Linked DNA regions of Mus musculus: all the other regions are linked to region 5. A link is a contact called in public Hi-C, HiChIP or PLAC-seq and capture Hi-C data. All regions are on one chromosome and are shown on one strand. The core of a region is the stretch at or near the end of the contact, and the rest is flanking DNA. Distances in the headings are between cores, read along the strand shown. Region 1 holds the start of Lif (leukemia inhibitory factor). Region 2 overlaps Tbc1d10a (TBC1 domain family, member 10a). Region 3 holds the start of Thoc5 (THO complex 5). Region 4 holds the start of Rnf215 (ring finger protein 215). Region 5 holds the start of Mtmr3 (myotubularin related protein 3). Region 6 holds the start of Rasl10a (RAS-like, family 10, member A). Region 7 holds the start of Osm (oncostatin M).

Region 1 (2,700 bases), core at 94-2,593, 340 kb after region 5:
GGGCTGGATAACTGGATTTGAGGAAGTGAGTGGGTGTCTGGGGTGCAGGATGGGGGTGGGCAGAGGCCATTCACCAACACAAGGGAAGAAGGCTCCTCTTGGGGGCTTCCAGAGCTTTGTCCTAATATCTGCAAGGTGTAGCCCAAAAGACTGGCCACAAGGAGGTGCCAGAACCACATTCAGTGGTCAATGGGGCACAGCCTTGCCATGGCTCTGGGGGAGGGGGCAGTGGCCTTTTCCTGGTCCTGCTACCTGCTCCCACCTTGTCCTGACAGTTCTTCCAGGTGGGGATCAGACTGTCAACTTCGCAGGGGGCCACGGTGACCCAGAGAAGGAAAATGAACTGCCCAAATTCACACAGCAAGAGGCAAGAATCAAAGCAAACTAAACCACTTGGTTGTACAGACTAGTCCCAGGCTCCCCTTACTGTCCTGTCCCGGCATGGCATGACATGGACAGGATCCTGGGAACAATGTCCCCTCCTTTTGTCAGCCCCCTAGCAGGTTTGGAGGAACACTGACAAATTAGAGGTAAGAGCCTCTTGGAATTTTGGATGCCAAGCACCCAACGCAGGGGGCTCTTGCACAGACTTGGTTTTTGTTTTTCTCTCTTTGTCACTGTCCTGGAGCTCGGATGCGGGGGGGACGAAGACCGGCCAAGCTCCGATCTGGCCCAAGGTCAAAGGCAGAGGAGTAATGACCTTGGCTGATCAAGTTCCCCAGAGCACCCATGATGGTCCCCGTGGACTGCTGCAGCCCATTTTGAATGGACAGGGACGGCCCTCCACTGCTCCATCTACCGGAGGGTAAATGAGGCCTCTGCAAGCTCAGAACTCTAGAAAAAGAAAAGGGATTTGAGTCCCCTGGGGATGCAGAAATCATGACTGCCTTTAGAATCAGGCTGACCCTACCACGATGGCACAATGCAAGCCTGGAATCCATGTGCTCTCTCCACTGCCCTTTACCCATCCTGTGAACTTTAACCCACGGGACACTTCCACAGCTGGTCTCTCCAGCTTTGCTTGGCCATCCTCCAAGAGAGACTTCCAAGCCTGACTTACAATGCATCCATTACAGACAGGGAGAGCGAATGCTGGAGGGTTGTGTGGGCCAGCAGGTGCCCCTGATCCACAGGGGAGCAACTGATGGACCATCTACCCTCCTGGGGATAAGTGTGGGGTGCAGCAGTGCCCCTCCGCCCTGCCCCCTCAAGGGAATCCTACCGTGGTCTCGCAGCCCTCCACAGTCTGCACAGTTGTCCAGTCTTCAGGGTGACACCATCGTTGTTGGGCCCCTCTGCTTCCCTCTCCTCCTGAGGCTCCTCTGGCGTTGGCTCCTCACCCTGCCCCCCACCTGACTTCCGTCTGAAGTTGGTGGCCTGAGGCTCCCCCCACTTCCACCCCACCCCCAAGCTGAGGACCAGAGAGGTAGAGCACCCACACCACAGATGGAGCCTGACACGGTGGTGGGAAAGGTGTTGTTAGAAGGAGAAGCAGGGCTGGGTGTGGGGAGGGGGCGTCCCTGTACTTGATGCCCCTGGGCTGCGTGGCAAAGCCACTATGGCCTGAGTCACAGCTGACTGGGCCGCGCCTAGCCTGTCTGGGTGACCCAAGCCAGCATAAGGCAATGACTGGGCAGCTCTCCTCATGACCAGCTGGGGTCAACCTTAGGTGTTTTGACTCAGACCTGCCACAGGCTGTGTGCACAGCTACCATCCTCTGTCTCTGTCCCAAGAGCCACAGGCCTATAGCTGCCCCTGTCCCAGCCCCCACCTCATAACCCGGGGAGCTACCTGGCCCTTCTGATCTGCAATCAGCCCCAGGCTTCAGGGCCCCACCTGCTGTGGGACCTTCGTCCCTCCCTGGACAAGCCCTGCCCTTGGGAATACTCCGGGAAGCAAGGAACTTTGTTGCCTGTGCTGCTGAGGGCCTCTTGATTCTCTGTGGACTGTGACCTTTTTCTTGGTGCTACAAGGAGTTCTGTAGACTGCCTGGGCAGGCTTGCCATGGACGGCCAGAAGATGGTTGGGGACAGGGACTAAGAGAGGAGAGATACAGAAAAGAAAAAAGAAAAAAAAGCAATCAAGAAGGGATTAAGGAAGGGACTGAGAGAAGGAGAGAGGGAGGAAGGGAGGAAGGGAGGGAGGGAGGGAAGGGAAAGGGGGGAGGAGAGTAAAGTATAAAGAGAGGGAGAGAAGGAGGGACTGTTGACAGTTTTCAAACCTGCCTAGAGCAATATTAGTCCTACACTTTTCCCAGGAAACCCTGTTTTAGGGAAGTGGGCTCCAACAACACACAGTGCAGAGGCAAAACTGAGGCTTGGCCTATGAGTAAGATAAGGGCAGAGGTCACAATCTTTTCACCTGTAAGGTCTTCGTCTCTCACTGAAGAGAAAAATAATCACGCTAAAGTTGGGATGAAGGGGTGGAGTGCAGAAATGTCTTGGTGAACAGTACTCCCCTTTAACCTCTGTAGGGCCCAGGACACCAGGACCAGGTGAAACACTGCACACATAAAGTCATTTTAAAACTGGGGCTGGGCGGTGGCGCACACCTTTAATCCCAGCACTCAGGAAGCAGAGGCAGGTAGGTGGATCTCTGTGTTCAAGGCCAGCCTGGTCTACAGAGTGAGTTCCAGGACAGCCAGAGGAGAAACTCTGTCTCAGAAAACAGTAATAACAACAACAACAACCTGGGACAGCG
Region 2 (2,700 bases), core at 91-2,590, 390 kb after region 5:
AGCAGCTGTGTCACTTCTAAACAGGCTAAGAAGACTTGTCCCCAGGCCCCTTGTGGAATTGACATTTGATGGGTACTGATCAGTCCAGGCAGATCAGCACCAAAGAAGGCAGAGGTGAGCTGGGAAGGGACCCTGTCTTAAGTAGAAAGCAGAATCACCTCGCTCCTCCGTGAGGCTTCTGAAGGGGATAAGCCCTGAGGATGCCCGCATTCACACAACTCTCAAAGGCAGAGAAGAAAAGGAGACCAACATGCAGGCGTTCTACAGATGCCTTCTCATCCAGCCTACAGAGTGATGGCAAAGCGGACAACCATACAACACAAACTGTGCATGCACAACTCTCTCACATACAGTTTCCTCAGATGCACTTTAAACTATTAGGTTATCAAAACCTTACATTTGTCTATTGCTTTGTTGTGCTTTTGTGAAGTTTTTTGTTTGTTTGTTTGTTTCTTCAAGTTAGACAGTACATGGTGTAATGAGAGGTGGCTCAGTGGTAGTGTACTTGCCTAAATTGCCAGGCACTCTCATCAATTCTCAACACCACCAGAAAAAAAGAAGGAAAAGTAGTATTTTATAAACTGGACATAATGTCAGCTCTCTGGAGGTAGAGGCAGGAGTTTAAGGCTAGCTGGGAAAGATGACATCCTAAATAAATAAACGGCTGGAAAGATGGCTCAGTGGTTAAAAGCACCAGTTGCTCTTCTAGAGGCTCCCCAGGGTTCAGTTCCCAGCACCCACAGGGCAGCTCATAACTGTGTAGGTCCAGGGGGTCAGACGCCCTCACACAGACACACATGCAGGTAAAATACCAATGCATGCAAAATAAAAACAAGTAAATCATTACAAAAATTTAAAGTACTTGACAGTATTAAGAAAAGATTGGTGTGAGGGGAGAGGGAGCAAGATGTAAAGTGAATAAACAAATAACTTAAAAGAAAGAAAGAAAGGAAGAACTAACGAACAAAAGGAAGGATTGACATGACAGAGTCTGAGAAACAGGCTCAGAGAGGTTAAATACTCAGGGAGAGAATCCTGCTCAGAGTCAAACAGAAAATCAGTAAAGAACCTGGAACTCAATTCTAAGCCAGATCCTCTATAGCCTAAAGATGAGATTCAGCCCAATATGCCTTTCCAGACAGGGACACGGGGTGGGAGGCACTTGAGGCAGTTCCAGGGAGCTCTTGGGAACAGGACATGGTAGAGCTGGGCCTGGCCCAGGGTTGGAGTTTCTGATTCTCTCTGCCGGAAGGAAACATGTTGCTGTGACTTTTACTGGTTGCAAGAACAGAGGGAGGGGCCCTGGCAGAGCTGAGGCCTCCAGGACACAAAGAGGCAAGTCCTCTGGTTCAGTGCACTTTATCTGGGGAACTGAGCCTGAACTCAGCCTTGGAACAGGACAGCTGAGAAGGAGCTTGCCTAGGATAATAAACTGGGCCCCTCAACAAGGACACAAGTCACTGTGCTCCAAGCTGCTATCTCTCACCATCGAGAGGCAGAACCAAGACACAAAGACACTTTCTTTCTTTCTCTCTTTGATATAAAAAAAAAGCAGTGCTGAAGCCTTGAGGTCAAGTACATTACCAAAGGATATACGTGTTCAGGCAACCCCCGAATACCCAAGAAGCAGAAACCAAAGGACACTACACCCCCAGACATGATGACATTTATATCAAAAACAGTATCCGAGTATGCAACAAGTGAGGGATGAGCCTTCTGGTTAACTAAACAGAGGGTAGGGCGCTCGCAAGAGGCAACAGGAAGTTTTAGTAGTCATGAAGGTGATAACATCTGATTGAGCCCTCTTCGTAGATAACAAAACTAAGGCTCAGTCAAGATGAACCTTACAACTGAAATTGCTAGTTGCCAAAGACTCCACACATGATTAAATCCGGCCTGTATGACACCTCAACCCTGGGGTCTAGTTTTGTTGGTAAAATATGACTGTGGGCCTCAGAGATACCTATTCGTTCAAGTGCAATCAGAGAGGAACATGCTGAGAGTTCTTTCAACCGACGTCAGCTGATAGCTTTGGCAGTTTCAAAGCCCCAGTATCAAGCATCAAACCAGAATTCAAATAGGGTAGAAAACAAAAGGTCATGTTCCTAGATTCTAAGTCAGCGCTGGTTCTAGGCTTTACCAACTATGAGGCAGGATCTCAGAAAGCCAACAACTGATACTGCTCTCAATGTGTATATTAATCAGAAGATATGGTTTATCTTATTATTTTTATTTTTATTTTTGGGTTTTCGAGACAGGTTTTCTCTGTATAGCCCTGGCTGTCCTGGAACTCACTCTGTAGATAAAGCTGGCCTCGAAATGTTTTAAATTTAAAACCTTAAACTGGGAAATTTTTGAGGAAATACACTCATTTAAATGGCTTCTCTTCCAACAGGAGAATGTAATCTGGATATTGGCGGGGCAGAAATAGACACAGCCCCTAGACACGGAATGTCCATTTTTTAAAACTCAAAAGGTTAAATAAAGGCTCCCTCAGTAGACTCAGTAAGGACCTGTTCTGGGTGAAGGAAGTCTTTCTACAACAAGGAAGTGTTGTGGGAACTAGAGAGCTAGCTCAGCAGTTTAGAGCACTGGTTGCTCTTCTAGAAAAAACCTACGTTTGGTTCCCAGCATCCACATGACACTACCAGCTGTTTACAATTCCAGTTCCAGAGGATCCGATGCCCTCTTCTGGCATTC
Region 3 (2,819 bases), core at 271-2,770, 300 kb before region 5:
CAAGTTTCCTAGTTTATTGTTAATATTTACAAACACCAAGGTTCTTGTGAGAAATAGATTCTCAAGTTGGAGAGATGACTCTGAAGTTAAGAGCATCATCGACTGCTCCTCCAGAGGATCCAGCTGCAATTCCCAACATCCACGTGGCAGCTCACAACTGACTGTAACTACAAGATCTAACACCTCACACGGACACGCACGCAGGCAAAACACCGATGTACATAAAATAAAAATAATTTAAAAAGAAATGGATTCTCTCTCAGAATCTTAGACAAGGAAACCAAGACAGAATTTATTAATAAATGTTTTCATCATACTATGTATACTATGCAGTTATATCAATATCATAAGACAAGTGGAAGCCATTTCCTATTTATGGCATGCAGACCAGACCCAAGTTTTCTTCTACCAAAGTAACTATAGGTTTAAAAAGTGACTGTGAAGTTGGGAATATTACTCAGCTGGTAGAGTGCTGGCCTAGCATACTCAAACGCCTGTGTTTGATCTCCTGGACTGCATAAAACTGTGTGGCGGGACATGCCTGCAATGAGAACAGGTCAGACTGAGAGCTGGCTGACGAGATGTTCCAGATCAGCTTTTGCTATATAATGTGTTCAAAAGTCAGTTTGGGCTACATAATAAAATCTCGTCTCCAAGAAAAAAGGGGGGAGGGGCGGATGGGCTGTGAGACAGGATAGTGGTAAATATCAGGAATCACAGAGCTTGAGTGACTGAGGCAGAGGGATCTTTACCAATGTGAAGCCAACCTGGACTACAGAAGCTGCCAGACAGACAGGACTATAGTGACTGCATTTAAAATCTTCATTAAAACGGAGCAGGTGGCACCTCTTCTTACTGCCCGAGCCCTTTGCAGTATAACTTAAGAAAAAAAATTCTTGTTTTCCTTTTCTTAGAAATTAAGATAAGCAAAATATTTAATGAAGCAAATACACTAAGTCCAGCCAGCTAGCTAGGAAATAGAGCGGACAACATAAAGAAAAGCCAAGCCAAGCTTCTTTGCCCTTGTAACGTCCGCACTTCGCGCTCTCAGCCTTTCTGCTCCAGCAATAAAAGCTCTTTTCTGCGACTCCTTGGAGTCTGGTGCGGCGCGACGATGGTAACGCCTCTCTCAGAGGACCGCAGGAGGCTGCCGGTGACAGGTAAACGAGTGGCGGACTCATCTGACAAAACCCACAAGGGTGGCACGGAAAACCCGGGAAAGCCAACCGCCACCCAGGAGCGTTTGCCACACGCCCAAGAGGACCATCGACGAGGGTCACCACCAGCAGCAGCACTCTCGGGAGACTACAATGGGGACAGAGGATGCTGCTCCGGTTAGTTCCTAGAAAACCGCCACGAGCCTGGGGGACCCCGACAGGTGAGGACCCCAGCCCGCGGACACGCTCCGTGCCGTCTGCACATCAAGCCCGGATCGCCCAGCGAGGACCTGCAGCCCCAGCCAGCAGCCCTCTACCCTCGCTCACCAGAATGCTCCTCACGCCTTCCAGCCGGGTAGCCACTTCCGGCTCGCGACCATAGAGAAGCGGAAGAAGAGAGCCACAGGCCGGAAGTGAGACACGAAGGCCAGATGCAGCTTGGGAAGCAAGGAAGGGGCGAGTCTAGTTCTATTAAGTTGGGAAACTGGGGCGATAATGTCCAAGTCTGTGCTTCGTGCCCCTTCACCGGAGTGTGAATTAGTGGGCCCTCCGCCGACTCACTCGAGTGAGTTTGTGGTATCTCAAGAAAGCACAAGTGTCGCTGTGCTATCATTTGAACAGGAGTGGATTTTGTCTTCTGACTTTGTTCAGGGCCTCACTACATAGCACACTTGCGGGTCTTGAACGCTATATAGATCAGGCTGGTCACTACGATCCGCCTGCATTGGACTCGCTGGACTTAGGCAGGTGTCACCATGCCTGACTCTTCTTTAAATTTTTGTTTTGTTTTTTTTAGATTTATTTATTTATTATATGTAAGTACATTGTAGCTGTCTTCAGACACTCCAGAAGAGGGAGTCAGATCTCTTTACGGATGGTTGTGAGCCACCATGTGGTTGCTGGGATTTGAACTCTGGACCTTCAGAAGAGCAGTCGGGTGCTCTTACCCACTGAGCCATCTCACCAGCCCTTGTTTTTGTTTTTTGAGACAGGGTTTCTCCGTATAGCCCTGGCTGTCCTGGAACTCACTTTGTAGACCAGGCTGGCCTCCAACTCAGAAATCTGCCTGCCTCTGCCTCCCAAGTGATGGGATTAAAGGCGTGTGCCACCACCGCCCCCCCCCCCCACTCTAACTTCTTGATACTATCGGAGTCACTACACCCAGAAAGGAACTGAGGCAGGGGCATAATCCTATATTACACCTGCTTCCTGCTTCACTGTTTTGTTTTGTTTTGATTTTTTATTTTCCCCCAAGACTCTAGTGCAGTACCTGTAAGCTTCAGATGTTTCCTATGCCTGGCATTTCTGGAGTAAATTCTGGTTGTCTGCAAACATGAACATTGAATACCTTGTGGCGCCGAAACAGCTCCTTTTCTTGCTCTGGGACGAAGATGAAGACGGTCTCCCTAAGAGATCAAAGCCAGTGTAACCCTCAGCCAACTGGAAGCTGCCCTGCCTTAGACAACTACTGAGATTCCTTGTAGATGAAGACAACACCACAACGTACAGTAAATATTTAATTTGGTTCCATCAACATTCTCCTGGATGGTAGCACAACCATGCTAAGCAGGGGTTCATGAGGTACCGGGGTCATTGAAGAGACCCCAGAATCACAACCTACTCCACAGACCTAGTGTTTCTGCAAAATGAGGGTTTGGGGGA
Region 4 (2,700 bases), core at 50-2,549, 460 kb after region 5:
CTGAAGTCAAGCCAAAGCTAAGGGATGGTTTTGGAGGCCGAAGAGATAATGACAGCCAAAGGCAACACACGATGGTTGTGGACTAAGGCAATATTTAGTTATGGAACATAGATCACAACATTTTATAGATGCTAACTTTCCTACACCATAGTTACATAAAGAATATTCTTGATTTTAAGAAATTTGTACATTATCATGTGTGTGAGAAACTTATGCTCCTTTCATTCTGTAGGATCCAAAATTCTTTTCATTGGCCCTAGTCCTAGCAAAGCAGCTCTCCACCCTTGCCAGCTCCTATCACCAGAGCAGGTCCACTTTCCCCAGCAAGTCTCTCCACCTCCTCCCCATCACACTGCTTTGATGCTCCATACTGGTGTTTGCTGACCCACTCGGGCCCAGGGCTTCTCTGGAAAGGCTCCTCATAGGCCACCTGTTAGCCTGGCTCTAGCAGATGTTTCGAATGCATTTTCTTTCTCCCCTTCCCTCAAACACCCTTTGCACCTGCTGGACCAGAGCCTTGGGATATGCCTTCTGGCTACTGCCTTGATTCTCTTGGTGGAACTGGGCGACCTGCTCTTTGCCCACATATGCCACTGCAATCCAGCCATCTACGGGTATCTCTTGCTCAGCATCCACGACATCCATCTGTGTAACGAGGAGCCATGAAAAGAAGGAGGCAAGGGGAATAGAAGAGGCAGCCCGGGTCTGCCACAAAGCACGCAAGGTCAGGGTACGGGTACGGGAATGAGTGTGGAAGGGGCATGTGGCTGTCAGGTTTGCCAACTCCTGAAGGCTGGGAAGTAGTAGCATTCTGGGCTGTCAAGGGCTAGCTTCTGGATGAAGACAGCGGGGTCTATCCGAGGGTCATGGCAAGTTTAGGCGGGGCTGAGCTCACCAGCAGCAGGCGGCCACCCAGCAGAGGTTCCGGACCGTCTTCCGGACCGATTCTGACGCCCTCCAAAACCAAGGCGTCCTGCCGCGGCAGTTTCACATCCACTCGCACTGAGCGGGCTCCGCCCCGTCCCTCCCCGGTCGCCGGCTCGCTGCCGTCCGCCGCCGCTCCCGGGCCCATCAGGCCCAGCCACAAAGGCAGCAGAGGCAGCAGTAGCAGCAGCGGCGACGGCGGCGATGGGGGAGGGGGCGGCAACGAAGGCGACCTCAGCGCGGGGCGATCGGCAGAGCCCATGATCCGACCGGAGAGGTGGCGAGGCCGTAGTCTAAGGTCCCGGGGACCGGGAGAACAGAGTGAGCCAGGCCGCGCCGGACAGGGCGGGGCTCGGCACCGGGAGGGGCGGGGCCGCAGCCGGAGGGGGCGGTGCGGGGAGGGGGGGGCTGAGTTGGTGCTTGACAGCGAGAGCGCCTCCTGGTGGCTCCTGAGAAACCTAATGTAGGAGGCCTGAGGAGCTGCGATGGAGCAAATACCTTAGAGCCTTGGAGAGCTCACCAAGTTGTCTGTCAGTGGAGATAGGTGCGGTTGTCTCAGGATTGGAGAAATGTAGGGGCGAGGGAGGTATAAGGGTCTGGGCTGATTGACCTACGGTGTTGTCAAGGCTATGTCTCATCCTCCTCTGGGTCAGTGTTCTTTCATGGGATCAGCGAGCAGGCTGCAGAGAATCACAGAAAGCAGATGGGGAGACTGAGGCCATGGTTTTAAAGGAGCAGGGAGGAGGGCTGGGCACACGAAGCTGTACAAACCAGGCAGAGCCATAGTGGCACGGAGCACTGGGCTGTCCTCGCCTGTAAAATGGACTTGATCTAAACCTGCACTGCCTTGCTTCTAACATGATCGCCAGTGCTTACTGGAATGAGAAGGTTCCGCTTTTGTCCGAAAATTTGTCCTTCAGCCCAGAGGTTTGTGGTTGCTGGTAGCTGGCTCAATCTGAAACCTGAGCCTTTTACAAATTGTACCCTGATAAAAGGGCAAAGAGCTAATGAGCTGCAACACCCCCTCCCACTTTGTAATAAAATATTAAAATCTACAGAAAATAGAAACCTGGTTAGCCACCAGGATGCAATGACTAAAATATTCCCAGAAGGAGACAGAGATGTAGAGAAGAAGCTCGGCTGGCCTGCAAACAGGGAATTGACATAAAATCAGTCAGCACATATGTAAAATTGGTTGTCAGAGGAGGTATTGCACTTGGGGACCTGGGAGGAGGTGCTATGGCTTGCTCTTTGCTAAATCACAACAAAGTTAGGTACCACCGGGAAAAGACGTGAAATTGGACCCCTACTGCACCGTGCATAAGGAAAACCATGTGAATTAAAGACTCAAATACAACTTTAACATTTTAATAGAGAACACGATTTTGATGATTTCAAGTGCTTGAGAGCTGTTTGTTTGTTTTTTTGGTCTTGTTTTTTTTGTTTGTTTGTTTTTGTTTTTGTTTTTTTGTTTTTTCAAGACAGAGTTTCTCTGTGTAGCCCTGGCTGTCCTGGAGCTCACTTTGTAGACCAGGCTGACCTCCGACTCAGAAATTTTCCTGCCTCTGCCCCCCAAGTGCTGGGATTAAAGGTGTGCGCCACCACACCCGGCTTGTTTGTTTTTAATGACAGAAAAACTACATTATGATGGGCATGCCTGTAATCCCAGCACTTGGGAGGGTAAAGCAGGAGTTTGAGACCAGCCTATTATACAGTGAGACCCTCTTTAAAAAAAAAAAAAGATGTTAAATGACGTGTGTAGCAACTGGAGAGATG
Region 5 (2,700 bases), core at 48-2,547:
TCCTTGGAGGGCGGTGGGAAGTCTTTGCTAACTGATCTGTGATGTAGTGCCTTCCTTGACCTTCCTTGAGATTCTGTGATGTGGTGGGTAGCCCAGAGAGTAATAGGACAGTTTGTGTTGTTATCTGGGCCTGGGTTTGAAGTTTAAGTTAAATTCAACTTATTCTGGGTTTTACTTTTTTTTTGTTTGTAAAATAAAGATAGGCCTGACCATTTATGAAGATTCAACTAGATAAATATAAACACTTGCTCTTCCATAATTAGGAGATTTGTCTGGCTATTGTGTTGTGCAATTTTAGGTTCTGGAGACATAATGACAAATAAGACAGCATCCTTTTTTTCTAATTATTCTTAAACTCCAGTGGGGGCAGAGAGGCAATAATGTTGAATACAAAGAAACAAATAATGGGGGGGGGGAGATAAACAATTTAACAAATACAGGGATAAATTTCATTTACTTGTCTTCTGATAAAAAATCAAGGTCATGTTAAAATTCATCTAAGGAAGTGAAATATCTTTGAGGATTTGTTAGGACCTAAGCCAGTAGATCTCAACCTTTAAACGCTGTGACTTTAATATAGTTCCTCACGTATGCTGACTCCCAACTTACTTTCCTCGCTAATTTATAACTGTAATTTTCTACTACCATGAATCATAATGTAAATATCTGAGGTTCAGGATATTTGAGACCCCGAGGACTGCTGACCTAAAATAAGGTATTACAGTGTTAGACTATGGGGCTCTTCTGGAGGCCAGTCAAAGTAGGGATTCTTTTCCCCCTTGCTTTTCTTTGAGCACTGAGGTTTTTTTTATTAGGAGCTGGCGTTGAGGCAGTTTGAACTTGTATTCTGGGCATAACTTATAGCACACTATATTTACATGCACGGTATTAAGTTAGTTTTATATTGACTATACTTGCTGGGGATATAATATCACTACTGTTCTTAGTTTTAATAGAAAGTAGAGTAAGCTGAAGTGCTGTCTTGGTCCATTAAGTTGGAAAAGAAGCCTGAAAAATCTTTCTAAACCTTGTTTTTCTTTTTCTTAATTCGTAACGGTTTATTTATTCACTTCTCATTTTTCTTTTCTTCCTCCTGACGCTTCTCTGCAGCCACAGTCTGGTGACTTGCAGCCCCGCCCACATCCTGGGGCGTGACCAACGAGCCAGGCCCCGCCCTCGCCCATCCCGTGACGGCCAGTCTTCCCCCCCGCCCCCCATCCCACAGCGGACAGCGCGCCGGAGCGTGCGCGCGCGCCCCCGCTCTCAGCTCCGATCGGTCTCGGGAGCGCGCTCTGTGTGGCCGCTGCCGCCATGTTGTTGTGGTTGTGAGAAGGCGGCGGCGGCAGCGGCGGCGGCGGCGGCGGAGCAGCCGGCGGAGACGCTCCAGCGGCCCAGGCGCTGGCCCCCGCCGACCCTGGCTGGCAGCCTCCTGGGGTGGCGGAGGAGGCCCTGCGGTGGCGGGCCTCGCCATGTCCTGCCGCCTGGTAAGAAGCCCACCCTCCGGCTCTGGTGGCGAGGAGGTGCTGGAGGAGGGGCGGACCTGGGCCGAGTGCGGCGGCTGTCACCGGCCGGGGAGGCGGCGGCGGGCCGAGGGCTGGGTTGGCCGCGGCCTCCCGGGGCAAGCTCTCAGAATGGAGCACCGAGGCCCGGTCGGGCGAGTCGGGGGAGGCGGGGTCGCCGAGCTCGGCGGCCATCCTGAACCTGGCGGTGGGTAACACTCGGAGTGTTGGGAGCTGCGGCTGGGGCGCCCTGGAAAACGCTCCCGGGCCTCCGGGAGGTGAGCGTGTGGCCCGAGGCCCTGGTCGAGACCGTGGGAGTCCTTAGTGGCGAGAGGCCGGAGGTCGTGCTGTTGGAAACCACGGGCGAGCTGTGCGGGCCTCAGCCTAACTGCAGCAGGGCATCCTCCTGACCTGGTAGTGCTTGAAGGGGAACGAAGGTCCAGGGGTGGTTGGAGGAGCTCGGGGAACACTGCTCAAGTAGCTCTGCAAAAGATCAGTATTATTTCTTGGGTTGAAATTGTACTGGATGTATTGCATTTCATGACCCAAGATGGTATTGTTGGGGCCAGAAAACTTATTTCAAAAATTGGAAGTAGAGTTTGCACACTCTGTTAGGCCACCAGGAGTCAGATCATCTCACTTGTGAGTTTTACACACAGGTTTCTGTTAGATATTAATGTTCAGTCATTGTCAGAATGAAGTTTACGTTTTTATTCTTCTTACTATCTTGACATCCACTTGGCTTTTTGACATTTAGGGTCTTTTTTTTTTTTTTTTTTGTATTAAAAGTGCATGTGTTCTTGTAGTGGAGGCTCAGCCTCGTTCCTCTTGTGAACAGTGAGCCGTCAGAAGTTACGATTGAATGGTAGATGGTTCTGTATCAAAATGATCTTGTTTGTGGGGATGTGAAGGAGGCCTTCTTTGAGATTCTGCAATGTTTCTGTGTTTTTTACTTGGAAACCAAATAACATGCGTTGATGGCCAGTGAAAGACTTCTTTTCCATGCTTGACTGAGTAGAAGAGTTTACAGAATGACACCGTTGTGGGTAAACACTATGCAATATGTTATTAAACTAAATTTGGAAGCTTCTAGAAGGTTAGAGTGATTGCCTATGAAGACATATTTCACCCCTACCATTTTTACTTTTTAGGTAACTGTGAGCAGCATAATGAATTTGTTCACAAGGCATCAGAACACATT
Region 6 (2,811 bases), core at 153-2,652, 460 kb before region 5:
CTTTAACATAATCGAAACTGTCGGGGCTGCAGATGTCGTAGACCAGCACAAAGGCGTCTGTGTCCTGCAAGCTCCAGTCTTTAGGGTCCGGCCACTCCTAGAGGGTAGAGGCTGGGGTTTACTCCAATTCAACCTCACTCCCCGTCACCTCCCAGCAATACTCCGGATGGGACGCGCCCTCCCACAGGCCAGACTTCCCAGCCGTGCTTGGATCTTGTCAGTCCTTAGCCCTCCTACTTCCTGGGCCACCCGTCAACCTACTATGCTCCTACTGCCTCAGAGCCTGGGATCTGCCGTCCACCGGCTGACAGATGGTAACTGACTGTCCTGGTGCAGCTGTACAGGTGAAGCCTCTGGCTTGTCTCTTGCTGCTCTTTCCCCCTTGCAATATTCTTACAGCTTCTTTCACCAAAACTTCATTTAGCCTCCCAGGTGCTGCTCAAATGCCAGCTTTGAAATGAATGCAGCGCCAAAGACTGGGAGTCTGAGGGTGCGGTGGCCCCCTCTAGAAAGGGTACTCCTGTGTCTGGTCCAGTCTGTCACAGCGGCGCGGCTCAGCTCAAGCTGTGCCACACACTGACCCAGACACCAGCCTAGGCAGGCAAAGAAGACAAGAAACAGCCACAGAGCCGGGCGTGGTGGCGCACGCCTTTAATCCCAGCACTTGAGAGGCAGAGGCAGGTGGATTTCTGAGTTCAAGGCCAGCCTGGTCTACAGAGAGAATTCCAGGACAGCCAGCACTGCACAGAGAAACCCTGTCTCGAAAAAAACAAAAACAAAAACAAAAGAGAGAGAGAGAGAGAGAGAGAGAGAGAGAGAGAGAGAGAGAGAGAGAGAGAGAGAGAGAGAGGAAACAGCCACAGGGCACCTACAGGTTAGCGCAGGAAGCTCGTATGCAAACTACCTAGACACACACACTTCAATCCCAGAACGGGCTCGGGCGCCCTGGATCAGTACACATGGGCACCAAGTGTACACACACCCCTGGCCCCCTCGAACCGCTACCTCAAGACTTCTGGGGCTTGAGCCGGGTCCAGCGACGTCACCATCGCGGATACTCAGGTCGTAGACCGCGCCGTCGAGCAGCACCGCGGGTCGGTAGAGGCAGGGACTGTCCGTGGGTCGGTGGCGCTCAGGATAGTCACCAAACAAGAATTGGCGGATGATGGCGGTCTTACCCACTCCCGGAGCACCCAGAACAGCCACCCGCAGGCTGCCGCCCATGGCTGGCCCGCGCTCCCGCGCCTGGCACCGGGGAGCTTCATGAGCCCGTTCTGCGCCTTGCTTGCCCGGCCCGGGATACCCGCATCGCGTCGCCTACAGCACCTCAGCCACAAGAGGCCAGGCCTGAGGATCGAGCGGGCGGACGCACCCGCAGCTCCGCAGGAAGAGTGCACCCGGTGCGGTGCAGACCCGCCCCCACCTTCAGCTCCGTCCCCTTCTCGCTCCGGCGCCGGGAGCCGCCGCCCCAGTCGGCCGCGCGGGCGAGCAAGCGAGCGGGGCCTCCCGGAGGCGGCGATGAGGTAACTGTCCGCCCCGCCCCTCCCGGGGAGGGTCGCGGCCCAGTGACTGCCAGGCGGGTCGCCTTGTTAAAGCCTGGTTCCCCAGGTGGCAGTCAGCTTCCCTCAACCGTTTCAAAACCGAAGCCGCTGGGCGCCACCTCCCTGTTCCTCCAACACCGCTGGCTGCAACCTGGCTGTTGACCAAGCCCAGGCTCTTAGAATCAGGCCACTTGGGGTCAGACCCAGTCCTGGTTGAATGACCTTGGGCCAATCGTCGCATTGGACTTTTTGTCTGCATCCCGGTTGTCCACCAAAGGCCGATGGCTTCAAAGCTTCCTCCTGTTTTGTGAGACCCTGGGCACCAACTCCTTTTCTGGGCTCTCCCCTGCATCATCTTCGAACCGCAGCCTCAACCTGGGTACTCGTGGTTTAAGGAGGAGGGAACTGAGACCCTGGAGAGGTATCTCAAAGTGAGAAGGACACTGGGACTCCGTCCCGGGCCTGCGGGCCACTTTTCATTACACCTACAAGGACAAACGACTAGAAGAACACTGTTTCAAAGGACCAGCCCAGAGGGGGTGGGGAGTGGAGACAGAAGGGTTTGAGCCCAGCACAGAAGTCTGCTCAGCAACTCAGCCCCCAGTCACTGCCCCAACAGGTTGGAGGCGAAGAAACAGATCCACGGGTCTGTCCCAGAGTCTGTCCCAGGGGTGCACCATGCCCTCTTCCCTGGACAAGTTCGGAAGCTCCTCTGAGGGTTCGGAAAGTCTGGGTTTGCCCAACCTCCGTCCGGCCCTCCAGTCTCCACACACTGGAGGAGTTCCCAGGCCTCTGCCCTCCACCCAGGTACTGTGAAATGCAGGCACCCGGCATTGAACAAGACTCACTCATTCAACGAATGCTTCAAGTCTAACAGGTGGCCAGAATGCTGAAATGGAGCCAAAAGGAAAAAGAACTGTCTCCTCTCCCTTAGGAGAGAAGGCTCTAGAAATACTTAGATCCAGGCCTCTAAAGGCATTGATAATATGTCTACCTGGCCAGGAATTAAGTGGAAGGAAGGGCAGGAGAAACTAGCCCGTCAAGGGGGAAGGAGGCACACCCTCCCGCGGGGAACAGGTGACAGCAGCTGGAAGGTATTCCTTAACACTAATGTCTAGTCCTCTTCCCCAGGTAGACTTAGGGCCTGGTCTGATTTCACCACCCCCACCCCCACCTCTCTTCCCCCTTTCAGCCACTAGGGATATTCTAGGTCTTTAAATTCAGAGTAGCGACAGCTGGCTTTCCCCCCTCCCCCCTCTTGCTGAGATTC
Region 7 (2,860 bases), core at 164-2,663, 360 kb after region 5:
CCTGTCCTGACTTTATGGCATAACGAACAGACAAGAGAGTCCTCTATAAGATATCTGGCCTCATACAAGGGTTAGCTCTGTCCTAAGACTGACAGGTTAAGTTCCTGACTACTTTATAGACCTTAACATTCCCTGTAGGCAGAATAGAGTTGACCAGGGGTCTGTCCTGAGGTGCAGCCCCAGGGCAGCAGGTCACCTAAGCTCTTTTCACAGAGCCAGAAAAAGCACCTCTCCACTCACTGGGCCAGCCAGTGCTGACGGCCATTCTGCTGAAAGGTGAGCAAGATGCGAGAGGAAAGCCTGTCCAGGTCACCCATGCTCAGCACTCGCCCTGCCCTTCCTGCCACCGACACACGAACCCCTAACACACGCACACACCAGGACTGCTGGGAGCCCAGGAGAAGGTTGTAGGGGTGAGGGCAGATGATCATAGTTCCAGCTCGCAGGCCCCCACCCTCACAGGCACCGGCAGCCACGTGGTCGGAAGGGGCCTGTGGTGCAATGGCCCGGAAGGCTACGACACCATCCTTCCCTTCCTACAAACCAACCAGCCCCACCCCACCCCACCCCCTCGCCCCTGGGGAGGGCCTGTAGCCCAGGCGTGCCAACCACAAGTCCCCTCCCCATCTTCCCCCGTGTCTGCAGCTACACTGCCAGTGAGGGTCCACAGCGAGCTTGTAACAGGTGCACATGGACCAGTGCCTGTGGGGGTGTGCCCGTAGACCTAGGTGAGGCACTGCAGTACCTGCCCCGGTCACCGGGGGTTCTGGTCTGCAGGTGAGACTTCCTACCTTACTGAGAGGGAGGACCTGTTCCCACATAGATGGCTCTGCTTGCCTGTCCCCGTGTGGGTGTGGCTGTATGAGTGGCGGGATGATCTAAGGACCTCTGGCTTGGCTGACTTTGCATCTGCCCCAGACCCCGAGAATTGAATCAGAGCAAGAAGTGAGCCCCTTGCTCCATTTCCGCGCAGATCTGGAACTTCCTTCTCTGCTCATCCCCTACCTGCCTTGGGCTTCTCCAGACTCTTCTCACTCTTTCTCCTCTTCCCTCATGCCCTGGTCCCCGGCATGGTCTCTCTCACGCCTCCCTCTGGAATACCTTCCAGAAATACTACGTTTCCACCTGTGGCTATGCTGGGGTCTCAGTGGATCCCTGCCCTACTAGTTCTCCCTCTCGTCCACATCCTTCACTTGATCTACAGCTCCCAAGGGCAGAGGGTGCCTACAGCAGCCAGTTGGCCCAGCTGCGCCCTGGGATGGTAGAAAGGAAGGAAGTACTTACTGAGCAGTGTTCTTAGAAGCCGTGTCTGCATACTGGGTCCTGGTACTCTGGCCCGTGCCTCTCAGGGGTGACACAGCTTGGCTGGGTGTCCTGCAGGCTGGCAGCCACTTTATGCCCGACGGGGCGATTGGCCAACATCTCGTGAGGTGGGTGGGGAGGGGGAGGGGGAAGGGCAGGCCTTCTGGGAACATGACCCCAAAAACCAAAGTCTCCCCAGGCGGCCAATGGGCGCCATGCGCCATGACATGCCCGCTCCTCCTCCCGTTTTCTTCGAATTCGTTCTTCGAGGTCAGCCCCACGCCCAAGGATGATGTAAACCGCAGCCTCAGCCTTCTTGGGGTGAGCGGGCAGCACGGGGGTCCGTATCATCTTCAGGGATCAGTCCAGGGGTCAGAGCACGACTTGCAAGGGAGGCCACCCCTGGTCCAGAAACTACCAACCTCCTAGGACACGAAGGTTTAGGGCTAAAGGGAGCCAGACATCTTCCTTGTTGAGTGCCCTTCCCACCCTCTCGCTTGGGCTGTCGGGACATCTGTGAGCGGAAACCACCAGGCTCTGGGCACAGAGCCAGACTTGGGCCCCAAAGATTGTGCCTCTAATCCCAGGTCAGCATCTTCTAGCCCAACTCATTTCCATTGTCTCTATTAACTGTCCTCGCCCAGCCTTCCCAATCCCAGATCCTCTCTCTGTAGACAGGGTCCTTTAGGACCCTTGGAGCAAGAGAAATTAGAGAACGGGTTCAAAGCTTGTGACACGCTGTGTCGCTGTGTTGTCTGAGGCAAGTCACTCAGCTACTTTGAGCCCCACCTGAGAAAGCGAGAGAGAAAAGCACTCCTTGGTTCACCCCTCAAGGTCACTGCCAACATGGACATAAAAGGCAAAAAAGCCTTTGAAGAAAAAAGAAAAGACTAGGCTTGAATTCCAAGTACTGGTTTTCAGGGGATGGGATGGAGGGGGCGGGGGAGACCGGGAAGCTGTGAGCTCAGAGGGGAAGCTGGAGGGAGGGGTGGGGGAGCTGCGACAGTTGGACACAAGGTTTCACTTTCTCTGAAAGATAGCGATCCATCATGGGTGGGTCTTCTGCTTCTCCGCACTGAGGGACTGAGGCCCAGGCTGAGCCAGATCCACAGGCCATGCTTGGAAGCCACAGCACATCTGCCAAGCTAGAATGAGCATCCTTAGGCTGTACCTGCTGTTGGCCCTCATATATTCATTCAACAACCCCCCCACTCCCTATCCAGGAGGCGACTGTGCCCCCATCCACATATTCTCTGCACCTAGCAGAGTGTCCCCCTTGTTAGCAACTCCCCAGTACAGTCTAGACTAGATCCTTCTGAAGTCTTCATTTCCTCCTACTGAATTTCTTACCTCTGCCCACTCCAGGGTGCTGTTCCCTAGGGCCCTGGTCAGGGATCCTTCTGCATTTCATATCCGTGATGTCATCCTGGGACAGTCCCTATACCCCTACACTCAAGCTCTCACTGTGATAAGGAGACAGAGGGAAGCTCCAAGCAGCCCCAGATCTAGCCGGAGAGTGTTATGTCGTGCTTCTCGGAACCCATATGTTGGCAAGAGA

What was found. Hi-C and Micro-C count contacts between places; a contact is called where the count stands out from the background. HiChIP or PLAC-seq counts read pairs in DNA pulled down with a chosen protein or histone mark. Capture Hi-C pulls out chosen DNA fragments and counts their contacts.
Region 1: a contact with region 5 is called in an H3K27ac HiChIP or PLAC-seq map of microglia, with 6 times the contacts expected there. The contact joins the promoter of Lif here to the promoter of Mtmr3 in region 5. A contact is called at or near these places in 7 of 39 promoter capture datasets (the 3T3-L1 cell line, HPC-7-derived erythroid cells, the SN4741 cell line and 4 more), 2 of 15 datasets of contacts at CTCF or cohesin (CD8 T cells and large pre-B cells), 10 of 484 Hi-C or Micro-C datasets (CD8 T cells, the G1E-ER4 cell line, LSK cells and 4 more), 11 of 115 datasets of contacts at active chromatin or transcription factors (the 230-238 cell line, the HPC-7 cell line, bone marrow-derived macrophages and 7 more) and 2 of 9 other capture datasets (adipose tissue and liver).
Region 2: an H3K4me3 HiChIP or PLAC-seq map of bone marrow-derived macrophages shows a contact between it and region 5, with 2.2 times the contacts expected there. The contact joins the enhancer-like site here to the promoter of Mtmr3 in region 5. A contact is called at or near these places in 6 of 39 promoter capture datasets (the 3T3-L1 cell line, cranial neural crest, hippocampal neurons and 3 more), 6 of 484 Hi-C or Micro-C datasets (B cells, CD8 T cells, the N1E-115 cell line and 1 more), 4 of 115 datasets of contacts at active chromatin or transcription factors (bone marrow-derived macrophages, embryonic stem cells, memory CD8 T cells and 1 more) and 4 of 9 other capture datasets (adipose tissue, embryonic stem cells, liver and 1 more).
Region 3: a Hi-C map of regulatory T cells shows a contact between it and region 5, with 6 times the contacts expected there. The contact joins the promoter of Thoc5 here to the promoter of Mtmr3 in region 5. A contact is called at or near these places in 5 of 39 promoter capture datasets (the 3T3-L1 cell line, cranial neural crest, maxillary cranial neural crest and 2 more), 1 of 15 datasets of contacts at CTCF or cohesin (the NIH/3T3 cell line), 1 of 484 Hi-C or Micro-C datasets (regulatory T cells), 5 of 115 datasets of contacts at active chromatin or transcription factors (the 230-238 cell line, embryonic stem cells, memory CD8 T cells and 1 more) and 2 of 9 other capture datasets (adipose tissue and pancreatic islet).
Region 4: a contact with region 5 is called in a capture Hi-C map of macrophages, with 4 times the contacts expected there. The contact joins the promoter of Rnf215 here to the promoter of Mtmr3 in region 5. A contact is called at or near these places in 13 of 39 promoter capture datasets (the 3T3-L1 cell line, the C10 cell line, HPC-7-derived erythroid cells and 9 more), 1 of 15 datasets of contacts at CTCF or cohesin (large pre-B cells), 2 of 484 Hi-C or Micro-C datasets (embryonic stem cells and regulatory T cells), 1 of 115 datasets of contacts at active chromatin or transcription factors (stem cell-derived neural progenitor cells) and 2 of 9 other capture datasets (embryonic stem cells and macrophages).
Region 6: a FOXA1 HiChIP or PLAC-seq map of pancreatic cancer cells shows a contact between it and region 5. The contact joins the promoter of Rasl10a here to the promoter of Mtmr3 in region 5. A contact is called at or near these places in 2 of 39 promoter capture datasets (hematopoietic stem and progenitor cells and liver) and 1 of 115 datasets of contacts at active chromatin or transcription factors (pancreatic cancer cells).
Region 7: a Hi-C map of LSK cells shows a contact between it and region 5, with 2.3 times the contacts expected there. The contact joins the promoter of Osm here to the promoter of Mtmr3 in region 5. A contact is called at or near these places in 10 of 39 promoter capture datasets (the HPC-7 cell line, the SN4741 cell line, embryonic stem cells and 7 more), 1 of 484 Hi-C or Micro-C datasets (LSK cells), 7 of 115 datasets of contacts at active chromatin or transcription factors (the 230-238 cell line, the SCID.adh cell line, bone marrow-derived macrophages and 3 more) and 3 of 9 other capture datasets (adipose tissue, embryonic stem cells and liver).

Annotation. Positions count from the first base shown.
Region 1 is chr11:4,256,211-4,258,910 of GRCm38.p6, reverse strand. It overlaps Lif (leukemia inhibitory factor), which reads right to left and starts at 1,343. Exons shown (of 4, transcript NM_008501.2): 1 at 1,223-1,343.
Region 2 is chr11:4,202,476-4,205,175 of GRCm38.p6, reverse strand. All of the region lies in intron 1 of Tbc1d10a (TBC1 domain family, member 10a), which reads right to left. Among named protein-coding and RNA genes, the nearest start is that of Castor1, 14 kb to the left of the region's middle. Within about 2 kb of position 1,340, at least 100 of the 459 cell types and tissues checked have an H3K27ac peak or open chromatin away from gene starts, as enhancers often do. A contact at or near this core is called in CD8 T cells, adipose tissue, bone marrow-derived macrophages and 3 more, where this site is marked.
Region 3 is chr11:4,894,044-4,896,862 of GRCm38.p6, reverse strand. It overlaps Thoc5 (THO complex 5), which reads right to left and starts at 1,520. Exons shown (of 20, transcript NM_172438.3): 1 at 1,485-1,520. It overlaps Nipsnap1 (nipsnap homolog 1), which reads right to left. Exons shown (of 10, transcript NM_008698.3): 10 at 2,662-2,819.
Region 4 is chr11:4,133,759-4,136,458 of GRCm38.p6, reverse strand. It overlaps Rnf215 (ring finger protein 215), which reads right to left and starts at 1,299. Exons shown (of 9, transcript NM_027859.3): 1 at 896-1,299; 2 at 502-645. The coding sequence starts at 1,186.
Region 5 is chr11:4,593,387-4,596,086 of GRCm38.p6, reverse strand. Mtmr3 (myotubularin related protein 3) reads left to right here and starts at 1,297. Exons shown (of 19, transcript NM_001373897.1): 1 at 1,297-1,484.
Region 6 is chr11:5,056,719-5,059,529 of GRCm38.p6, reverse strand. It overlaps Rasl10a (RAS-like, family 10, member A), which reads right to left and starts at 1,402. Exons shown (of 3, transcript NM_145216.4): 1 at 1,006-1,402; 2 at 1-97. The coding sequence starts at 1,224. It also overlaps a transcript of Gas2l1 not described here.
Region 7 is chr11:4,235,338-4,238,197 of GRCm38.p6, reverse strand. It overlaps Osm (oncostatin M), which reads right to left and starts at 1,413. Exons shown (of 3, transcript NM_001013365.2): 1 at 1,285-1,413. The coding sequence starts at 1,315.